2 separate regions of the Mus musculus genome follow, and region 2 is linked to region 1. Evidence: chromatin contacts called from public promoter capture Hi-C data. All regions are on one chromosome and are shown on one strand. Each heading gives the region's core, a stretch centred on a gene start, on an enhancer-like site or on the middle of the called end of the contact. The rest is flanking DNA. Distances are from core to core; before and after follow the strand shown. Region 1 holds the start of Pard3 (par-3 family cell polarity regulator). Region 2 overlaps Pard3 (par-3 family cell polarity regulator).

What was found. Promoter capture Hi-C pulls out the DNA fragments that hold promoters and counts their contacts.
Region 2: a contact with region 1 is called in a promoter capture Hi-C map of hippocampal neurons, with 2.2 times the contacts expected there. The contact joins the enhancer-like site here to the promoter of Pard3 in region 1. A contact is called at or near these places in 4 of 39 promoter capture datasets (the 3T3-L1 cell line, hippocampal neurons and liver), 1 of 15 datasets of contacts at CTCF or cohesin (the NIH/3T3 cell line), 38 of 484 Hi-C or Micro-C datasets (the AML12 cell line, the MC3T3-E1 cell line, the N1E-115 cell line and 21 more), 23 of 115 datasets of contacts at active chromatin or transcription factors (craniofacial prominence, differentiating embryonic stem cells, embryonic fibroblasts and 13 more) and 2 of 9 other capture datasets (adipose tissue and pancreatic islet).

Annotation. Positions count from the first base shown.
Region 1 is chr8:127,062,175-127,067,044 of GRCm38.p6, forward strand. Pard3 (par-3 family cell polarity regulator) reads left to right here and starts at 1,882. Exons shown (of 25, transcript NM_001309391.1): 1 at 1,882-2,299. The coding sequence starts at 2,180.
Region 2 is chr8:127,116,146-127,120,655 of GRCm38.p6, forward strand. The region is part of intron 1 of Pard3 (par-3 family cell polarity regulator); the gene reads left to right. Among named protein-coding and RNA genes, the nearest start is that of Pard3, 54 kb to the left of the region's middle. Within about 2 kb of position 2,361, at least 23 of the 459 cell types and tissues checked have an H3K27ac peak or open chromatin away from gene starts, as enhancers often do. A contact at or near this core is called in cerebellum, hippocampal neurons and muscle stem cells, where this site is marked.

The DNA of each region.
Region 1 (4,870 bases), core at 632-3,131:
GCATATATAATATAGCATTAAGATTTTTCATATACAATTTTGTTTGATCCTTACAATTTATGAGATGCATCTCACCAATTTCTTTCCTCAGCTGGCAAAGACAAGGCTGGGGAGAGAGTTAACATCATAGTTGAAAGTACTATTGTTCAAACCTAGAACTTAACCTAAATCAGTGCCTTTTTGTTTTTTTGGACAAAGTCCACTAGCAACTTTATACTCCTCCCATGTGTCAAAAACAGAAACACTACCTTTAATTACCCATAATTATTGTGGGTGCAAGTGTTGTTTTTATTTATATTTTATTTAATGGCTCTCTCTCTCTCTCTTTCTCTCTGTGTGTATGTGTGTGTGTGAAGGTCAGTGGAAAATTGTTGGGGGCTGTTCTCTTTTCTCACCATGTAGGATCTGGGGTTAGAATTCAGGTAGTCTTGGTGGTCGGCACCTGGCAGGCTGAGCCATCTTGGTGGCCCATGGACACAAGTATTGCTAAGATCCCAAACAAGAAAACCTCAGCAGGACTCACCGACATAGTGCGACCAGCACAGGCACTGGTAGACAAGTTGAATGATAGATATAGCCATGTAGAGATAATAAGAGTCTTTCCCATGGCTATGTGCACGCAAGAGTTCTCTTGTGGACTTTGGGAGGGTGAATTCTTGACGGACCCCTGAAAGGACGATACATTTGCTGGGACCAGTGATCATCGGATGGACTGAGAGCAGTCAGAAGGGAGAAAATGTGATGTTTCCTCTGACCTAGAGCCGCATGGCCAAGGAGACTGTGCAGGAGTCTAAAAAGCCAAGGGATTTCTTTGTTTTGCTTATTATTTTTAAAAGAAAGGAGGGATGGATGGAGAGCCCTCAGCACCAGCTGTAGATGCTCAAATTCTGGGGACCACAGGAGTTTTAATAGGCTTAAAATATCATGCAAATTAACTGTCAAACTGAACTTACTGTATTGTGTGGGACAAACTCAGGTCAACAGCGACTCTCTTGAAGTTTGCCATTCTTTGAAGACAACATTTATTTAAGGATCACATTTTCTAAGTAAGTCAGAAAGCAGCTTCAGTCACTTCTCTAGACTTGGTCCACTTTGTTATTAAACACCTTAGAGTTTGCTTATCACCCACTCCCTGTGGAGTTGGGGGTGTGTCAGTGCCTGAGTTTTGAGGCAGCCTTAGCAGCGAGGGAATAGCCTATCTAGAACAGCCTTCCCTCCGAGCGTTCGTACTGTGTTTTTTTTCAGAGGGTTTTAGGTTGCTTAGATTGAGGAATTTTCAAGAAACAGATGTATTTGAACTGCGGTGTTAAGTCCTGCTTATTTAAACAAGTGGGTCACCAAGAAACTTTAAGGTAAATAGTGGCCTCAAGAGGAAGTACCAGGGCGTCCACGCGTCTTCAACCTCTCTCGGGAGCAGCCAATTAATCTCTGCTACAGAACAGCGCCGCCCGGCCTTGCACCGGAGCCAGGCACTTAGGATAGAAACCCTGCTTTGCCTGACCTGGAGCTTCCTATCTTCGCCAGCGCGACTCGGTGGCTCTCGGGCTCTAAAGGCGTCTCCGAGCTTAAACTGCTTTCTCCCAGGAAGGGGATTAAAAGTCACAAAGAAAGGAAGAGGACCTCGCTGGAGCCCTCTGGGGGCGTGGGTGGGGCGTCCCGGAGTGGGCCTCCCACTGCAGCCTACGGCAAGTGGGCTGGAGGAGGACGCGCCCTGCCCCGCGCTGGCCCGAGCACAGCGCCGCGGGCTGCGACGCGCTTCGCCGTGCGGTGAACCGAGCGGCCGGGCAGCGGCGGAGGCCTCGGGGCGCCCCGCCCTGCGCCTCCTCCTGCCGCCTGCGCGCGGTGCTGTGCGCCCAGCCCGTCGCTGCTCCTCCTCCCTGCCTCGCCGTCCCCTCCTCGGAGTCCCGACTGAGCGCGAGCGCCACACGGCCCCGGGCCGCCGCCGAGCGCGCCAAGACGCCGAGACGCCGAACAGGTGGCCGGAGGCTGCAGGCGCCCGGGCGGGGACAGGCAAGGCCAGGCGAAGGCGGCCGGGCTGGACATGGTAGCCGGGCAGCTCTGTGCGGCCGCCTGCTCGCGCCTCTAGCCGCCGGCGCGCCGGCGCAGCGGCCCCACCGCGCCCTGCGTACAGTCTCCCGGCCCAGCGCCGCTCCGGCCACGGACAGCGAGGGACGGCGGCATGAAAGTGACCGTGTGCTTCGGGAGGACCCGGGTGGTCGTGCCGTGCGGAGATGGCCGCATGAAAGTTTTCAGCCTCATCCAGCAGGCGGTGACCCGCTACCGGAAGGCCGTGGCCAAGGTGAGTGGCCTGGGGCGCGCGGCGGGGAGCGGACGGGGGAAAGGCGCGGGGATCAATATGGCGCTTCCTGGAGACGGAGGAGGGAGACCGGGAGGCGGGGAAAGGGAAAGTGCCGCAGCCGACGGCCTCGCCGGCGCCCCCGGCCCGGACCCGCGGCCGTAAAGTTCTCGGCGCGCTCCGGCTGGGCCGCGATCGCCACCCTCACGGTCCCTGGACACTGTCTGGGTCCTCCGGGCTTAGGAGTGGACGGCCGGGTGCCCAGAGCCCGCACGGGGCGAGGCAGAGTGCGGCACGCGGGAGGCGCGGCGTTGCCTGGCGGGGCGCCTTTGCCCGACCGTCCGCGGGCCCTGGCAATCCAGCTCCAGGCCTCTCCCGGAGCAGGCCTGTCCCGGAGGGTTGCCCACGGAACTTTGGGGAGTGTGGGAAGAGTTGAGCGATCTGGTACACGCGGGAGCCGCAGCCGGGCCGTGGACCTTCTGTGTTCTTGCGGGATCTCCGAGTCGCGCGTGCAGCCGTGTTTGGGTCGGCCAGGCTCATGGGCTAAGGTGGGGGCGATGGAGTGGCTCCGGTGCTCGGCTCCTTAAAACACCTAAGCCTAGACTCGCTCCTGGAGTCAGAACTCCCTCTGGCTCTCTACCCCTACCTAGCTGGATGTGCTCCAGTGAGGAGCCCGGGCTTCACTGGGCCTGGGGTCGAAGTAGCCTCTATTTCTCTGTTTTCCTCATGGAGAACATTGTCTCCATTAAACCGCATTCCTCCATAATAGGTCAGAAGTGGAAGGGCGTTTTGTAGGTTGTTTTACCCTCTGTGTTTGACAACAGCCCACGCTGAAGTTTCGTTCTAGCACCTGAGGATATTTCCTTTGTATGAGAGTGGAATGTGTTCCCTTTGGTATTTCCCCGTCTGTTGTCTGTTCAGTGGCCTGCCTTCTGTGACTTCAGAACAAGCGAGAGGAGAAGGTGGCTTTGTCTGCATATGTCGCTGAATGCTCGTGGGTCACCCTCCATTTTTCGCTGAAATTAAGAAAGGGCAAAATGGTTACACCGTTGTTTTGTTTTGTTTTGTTTTTAGTCTGTGTTGGAAAATATAACACAAGATTGCCCCTTTAAGGAGACTTTGGGGGATGGTTGGCAATCTGGTACAGGGATAGGAGATGCTGAGTTCAACAGCTGTAAGTGTTCTTCCAGTTGGTCGAACTCATTGAAAAATCAAACAACATTAGTGGAAATTGGGCACCTGTTTATCTTGTAAAGCTGACAAGAGGGGAAATCCTCTGTAACTTCACACTTAAGTGTTTTAAGCATCATTTCTGACTGACAGTTGGTGATTTACTATTGTAAGGGAAAACCAGGTTGTCTTTGTACTCTGCAGACAAACATCATTAGTTGTGAAAGAAAAGAAAAATGGCAGTAACATATGTAGAATATAGAAGTGTGCCTACTTCCAGAGCAGAGAGCATGACCATGTTGACCTCTTGCTTTGCCGATTTTGTTTGTAAAGCTAGCCATGTTTCTTTCATCTTGCACACCCTGGGCAATGGTCAAGTTGCCTGTTGGGAAATACACAGGTAACTGTTTGACTGGCTGAATTATTAATTTTTCCATAGGAATGAAACATTTACTATTTCAAGTCATATTAAGTATTTATTGTGTTGTGGGTGTTGGGCATCTAAGGGATATGTAGGATTCTTTGTTCTTAATAGGTTGTGAGAGTCTGAGACAAGATTCTTGTGATCCCTCAGGTGGGGACAGCCGTGGTGTTTCTGTGGGGAAATGTTGTCCCTGGGATGTTGGAAGGATAGAGTTGAGGGCCCTTGCTGATAGGTGTGGACTATTCTTCACTATCAGCAGTGGCTGTCCAAAGTCAAGGGGGAGGGGTGATGAAAGGGTCCCAGAAAGAGTAGGAGGTCTGAGTGACTTCTAGCTGTGAGAAGACCAGGTGGGAGAAATGAGGGATGGAAGAGAGACTGTGACATTGGACTAGTAGACAAGACAGTCAGAAATGATTTACTAGTTCCAAAAAACTCAGTTTAGGAGATGGTGTGTGTGTGTGTGTGTGTGTGTGTGTGTGTAGTGAATGTTTTTCTATGTGTGTGTGTTCTGTTCAGAGGCCAGAGGTCATTGCTGGGTGTCTTTCTCAGTTTTTCTGTGCTTTCAAAAGAAATATTTGAGATGAAATATTACAGAACCTGGAGTTCAAGGCCAGCCAGGGCTACATAAACCTCTCTCTGAAAAAGATAGATTTTGCAATAGTTGGAGTTTAACTATTGGATCACAAGACTTTTGACTCATAAGTGTTCAAAGGGCTGGGCTCATAACACATAGCTTTACTCCCTGAACTTGGAGGTAGAGGCAAGTGAATCTCTGTGAGTTCAAGGCCAACCTCATCTGCAGAGTGAGCTCCAGGTCACACAAAGCTACATAGTGAGAACCTGACGAACAAACAAACAAACAACACACAAACAAACCACAAATAAGCCAAAACCCCAAACCAAAAAAACGAGGGCTGACTCAGTCACTAAGAGCACTGGCTGCTCTTCCAGAAGTCCTGGGTTGGATTTCCAGCCCCTAC
Region 2 (4,510 bases), core at 1,111-3,610, 54 kb after region 1:
GGGCAAAGAGTCTCTTAGAAGTTGTATGGGAGACTATTATTTTTGGTACTCTAGTTTTCACGTATAAAGAATGAGAATGTAGACAGGATAGATGAAGGGGTTTTTACGTAGAGAAATTTGCAGGTTAGAAAATGTCACTCATTCGCATTTGATAAGCCTTAAGCTGTACATAGGGAGTTTGTCCATTTACAGAATCCCCTTGGTTGTTCTTCTGAGGATGGCTGGCCACATCAGCCTTGTTGGCTGACCGTTTCATGGCACTAACAGTCTGTAGGTCCATAGTGTGTGTTCATTCCTTACGTGTAGCTTTTCCAGTCAGATTTTCTCTTTTGTCCATTCTTTTTATTTTGAGGTGGTGCTAGCTTTTGAACCCAGGACCTCACTCACTCTAGGCAAACAAGCCTATATCACTGAGCTACGTTCCCAGCTTCTGTTTTCTTATCTGTAAGATGGAAAGGTTGGCTGCTGTGTTGTCAGTGTTAATTTTCAGCATTCAGTGTAGAAACCAGGTGTCTGGGAAGGTCCGGATTCCTCCTCTTATTCCAGCTTGTGGCATCTCTTGGTCAGCACTGTGCTCCAGGTTGAATGATAGATGCTGTCGAAGATGGAAGTAAAGAGGCCATTGTAGAGCTGACTCTCTAACCCAAGACTCCTGAGAGTCTGCACGTGCTCCATCCTCAGGCCCACTGATGCTCCTCTGACTTTAGGGGACCAAGGTACCCTGAGCTGATGATCAGTGCTGTATACCTGTCCAAATTGCATGCCACACATACATGTGGCCAAGGATAGCTATGAATGTAGCCCGATAACAAAATTATAAAACTTACTTAGAGCATAATGAGATACTTTGTGTTCTATTTTTATTGCTAGACTGACACTTGTTGATATTCACATGTCCCAACAAAAGGCTGGACATGTCAGGAAGTTTTGTCGGTGTCCGCCTTACCAGATAGGGTACCCAAAATTATCTTACTTTTATTTATGTTGCATTTCACATGTTGCTCCTCCCCATCGTTTTGTTAAAATGGGTCCTGTTCCAGTTACTACTGTCTTATGAACCTTAAAATTCTTTGTGGTGCTTATTGCAAAATACAACATCCAAGCCAAGAATCTTGAGGGTTTAAAGAAGGGCATCACTGATAAGCTAGACACAATGCTCGATCATGCTGATCACGCGGAAGCTTGTAGCCGTAAAAACCTAGCATACAAACAGCCTCAGGGGTGGGTGCGGTGGCACACACATCTTTGATCCTAGCACTTGGGAGACAGAGGCAAATGGATCTCCATCAGTTCTAGGCCAGCCTGGTCTATGCAGAGAGATCAGGCTAGCCAGAGCAATGTAGAGACCATGCCTATAATAAGCAAACAAATGATTCAGACTCAGGGCTCAGAGGCTAAGAGCATGTGTCCTACAAACATTCAGATCTCTGTTTAGACAGAGACATGGTAGCTTGACTGCACCCTATTGCTCCTGTGAGATGAGATGGGAGGCAGGAGAATTTCTAGAAGCTCAAGGGCTGACTTGCATGGCCTGTGCAGTGCTGACCAGCAAGGAGGAAGCAAGGACCAGTTGTCCTATGTTCTCCACTCCTGTCCCATGGTGTACACACACCAGAGTGGGCAGAGAAAGTGTCTTTAGGGTAAACAAATACTCATTCAATCCCACATGGAAAATAAATAATCATGGATTGAATTAACTTTAATTTTTTTTTTATTTCTTTGAGACAGGAAATGTGCTGTCCTTTTGTTCCTCTTAACGTTGACTGTGCTTTGTTTGTATGTCATTTAAAAAATTAACTGATATCATTGTACGATTGTGCCTTGTTAGGAAGTTTTGTGTGGGTGGTGCCATTTGGTTGTTGTTATTTTTGTGGCAATAGTTAGTGTATGATATCTGCACTATACGTTCAAGAATGAAGTATTTCCACAGTCACTTTGCCGAACCTTAGAGATTTTCAGGTATTTCAACCCATCTATGAAAGTATATCCTTTAACCAGCACCCACACCTGCATTCCAACCTTCCTCATGCGCTGCAGCTTCCAGAAACTATGATGCTAATGTCTTCTGGAGGATGTGTGGATGGTGAATATTTCAGCTTACGTGGACCCTGCAAGTCTTGCCCTAACATAGGCGCCATTAGAGAACAAAGCTTGCTTGATGTCTTAACTATAAAATATAGCCTTGCTATGTTACAACTATTTCTAAGGGCCCCCAGTCCCCTGCCCTGAGAGGTGCAGGTTGTGAGGTCCTCACTGGCTACTTTTAGCAGCCACAGTTGCTGCAGCCTGTCTGTCATCTGGGTTGGCCAGGGCCTGGCTGTTTGCCGCTGGTCTCATGAGGGCAGTGTCTAGGGATCTCTTCGGCAAGCAGAAACATGCTGTTACTCCGAGCAATTTTGCAGGCAGCTTTGAGTGCCTAGGAAGTCTGTCAGGGGTAGTGCAGCTAACATATGGTAGGAAAGGGTGCAGTGAGAGAACATAGCATACTCCTAACTGGGCAGAGCAGCTCATAGCAACTAGGGGCATGCCCGAGGCTTATATAGCTTCTGCGTTTCCCTTTTTCTTCCTCCAGCCTTGGCATCCATTCGAGGTAGCTGGTATACAAGTTGACTCCTCACGTTAACGAGAACCGTCACTTTAGCTTCTGATGCCCATTGCCAGTTGGCGCAGAGCGTAAAAATCTGTTGAAGCTTGTTAGGGTGCTTTTGTGGCTCTGAGAAAGTAGATTTCAGATTGTGGAGAGTCTGGCTGTTTGAGTTTGTGGTTCTGGGCTCTGGATGAACTGGCAGAGCTTTGCAGAACCTGAAATTTCACATAAAAGAGTTCAGCCCATTCTGAAGACACATGTGGGGTGTGATCTGCTGAGAATGGATGGATGCTAAGGTTGAGTCCCCCGAGGATGGTTCTGTGCTGTATCAAGCCTTGTCGTAGAACCAGCTAAGGTACCAAAACCAAAGTAGGTCTTGCAAAGTTAGTGCAAGGGGAACTAACACTGGGCATGCTCTATGGCAGGTTCTTTAGGACATGGCTCACCTTCCGGTGAGAAGACAGGCAAATCTGTTGGTATAGATCTGCACCTTTCTGTGTATGTGGGGTCATTGCAAACTAGATATCCCCAGACACTTTCTGGTTGGTACAAAAATATAATGGAATTTTAATGATGAGGTGATGGAGTTTTTATTAAATATCTGCTGGTTCTAGAATAATCCTCATCCTTCAGCACACAGAGCCCATGCATGCATTTGTGAGCACATGTGTTTGTGTGTGTGTACACACGCGCATGTGTGTGTGTGTGTGTGTGTATGTAGGTTAAAGTCAACACCAAGTATCTTCCTCCATCTTTTTCTCCTAACCTTTTGAAGCAGGGTCTCGCCGAATCTGGCATTTACTGACCGGCAAGGCTGACCAGCCAGTACATCTAAGAGTCCTCCTGTCTCTATATCCCCAGTTCCAGGGTCACAGGCACATGACACCATGCCCAGTTCTTTACATGGGTGTTGGGACATCCAAACTCAAGTCTTCACGCTTGGGACACAGGGACATTACCCACTGAGCCATCTCCCCAGATGCAGCACACAACCTAGTAACTCAACCAGTTAACATATTTTCTTTGTTGCTTACAAACTGTCCTTGTAATAAAAAGAAGAAAAAAAAATCAATGTGGGCATGGCTTCGTTCCTTTAGTTCACAAGGGAACTGAGGCATGGCGCCCAGGACTGTGTGACTCCAGTGTTTCAGTGAGGAGCCTGCAGCAGGAATGTATGACCCACAGCTTCTGTTGCTCCTGGTTACTGTGTCCTTCTGATCACTGTAGACAGAGGGGCCTGCTCATTGTCTTTCTTTCCTTTGTTTGGAAAAGGTTTTCAGATAGTAAATTATTTTTGAAGTGGCAAGTGATATGCTTGCTGCTTCCCTTCCTAGTGGTGAGTGGAATAGAAAATCCTGCAGCATCCCTGTGTCATATGCCTGCAGCATCCCTGTGCTCTGTGCCTGCAGCATCCCTGTCCTGTCTTGTCTTGTCTTGTCTCGTCTCGTCTCGTCTCGTCTCGTCTCGTCTCGTCTCGTCTCTTCTCTTCTCTTCTCTTCCTCTCCCCCTCCCCCTCCCCCTCCCCTCACCTCCCCCTCCCCCTCCTCCTTCTCCTCTTCCTTCTTCTCCTTCTCCTTCTCCTTCTCCTTCTCCTTCTCCTTCTCCTCTCTTTCTCCTCTCCTTTTCTTTTTAAATATTTATTATATTTATATGAGTACACTGTACCTGTTTTTTTAAACATACCAGAAGAGGGCATCAGATACTGTTACAGATGGTTCTGAGCCACTATATGGTTGCTGGGAATTGAACTCAGGACTTTTGGAAGAACAGTCAGTGCTCTTAACTGCTGAGCCATCTCTCCAGGCAGCATCCCTGTTCTTGCGGCATCCCTGTGTTCTGTGCCTACAGCACACCAGGTTTTTGGATGGAACTGTGGAGACAGCAGAGGTCAAAATATTTTGAAATCTAAACAGACAATTCTTG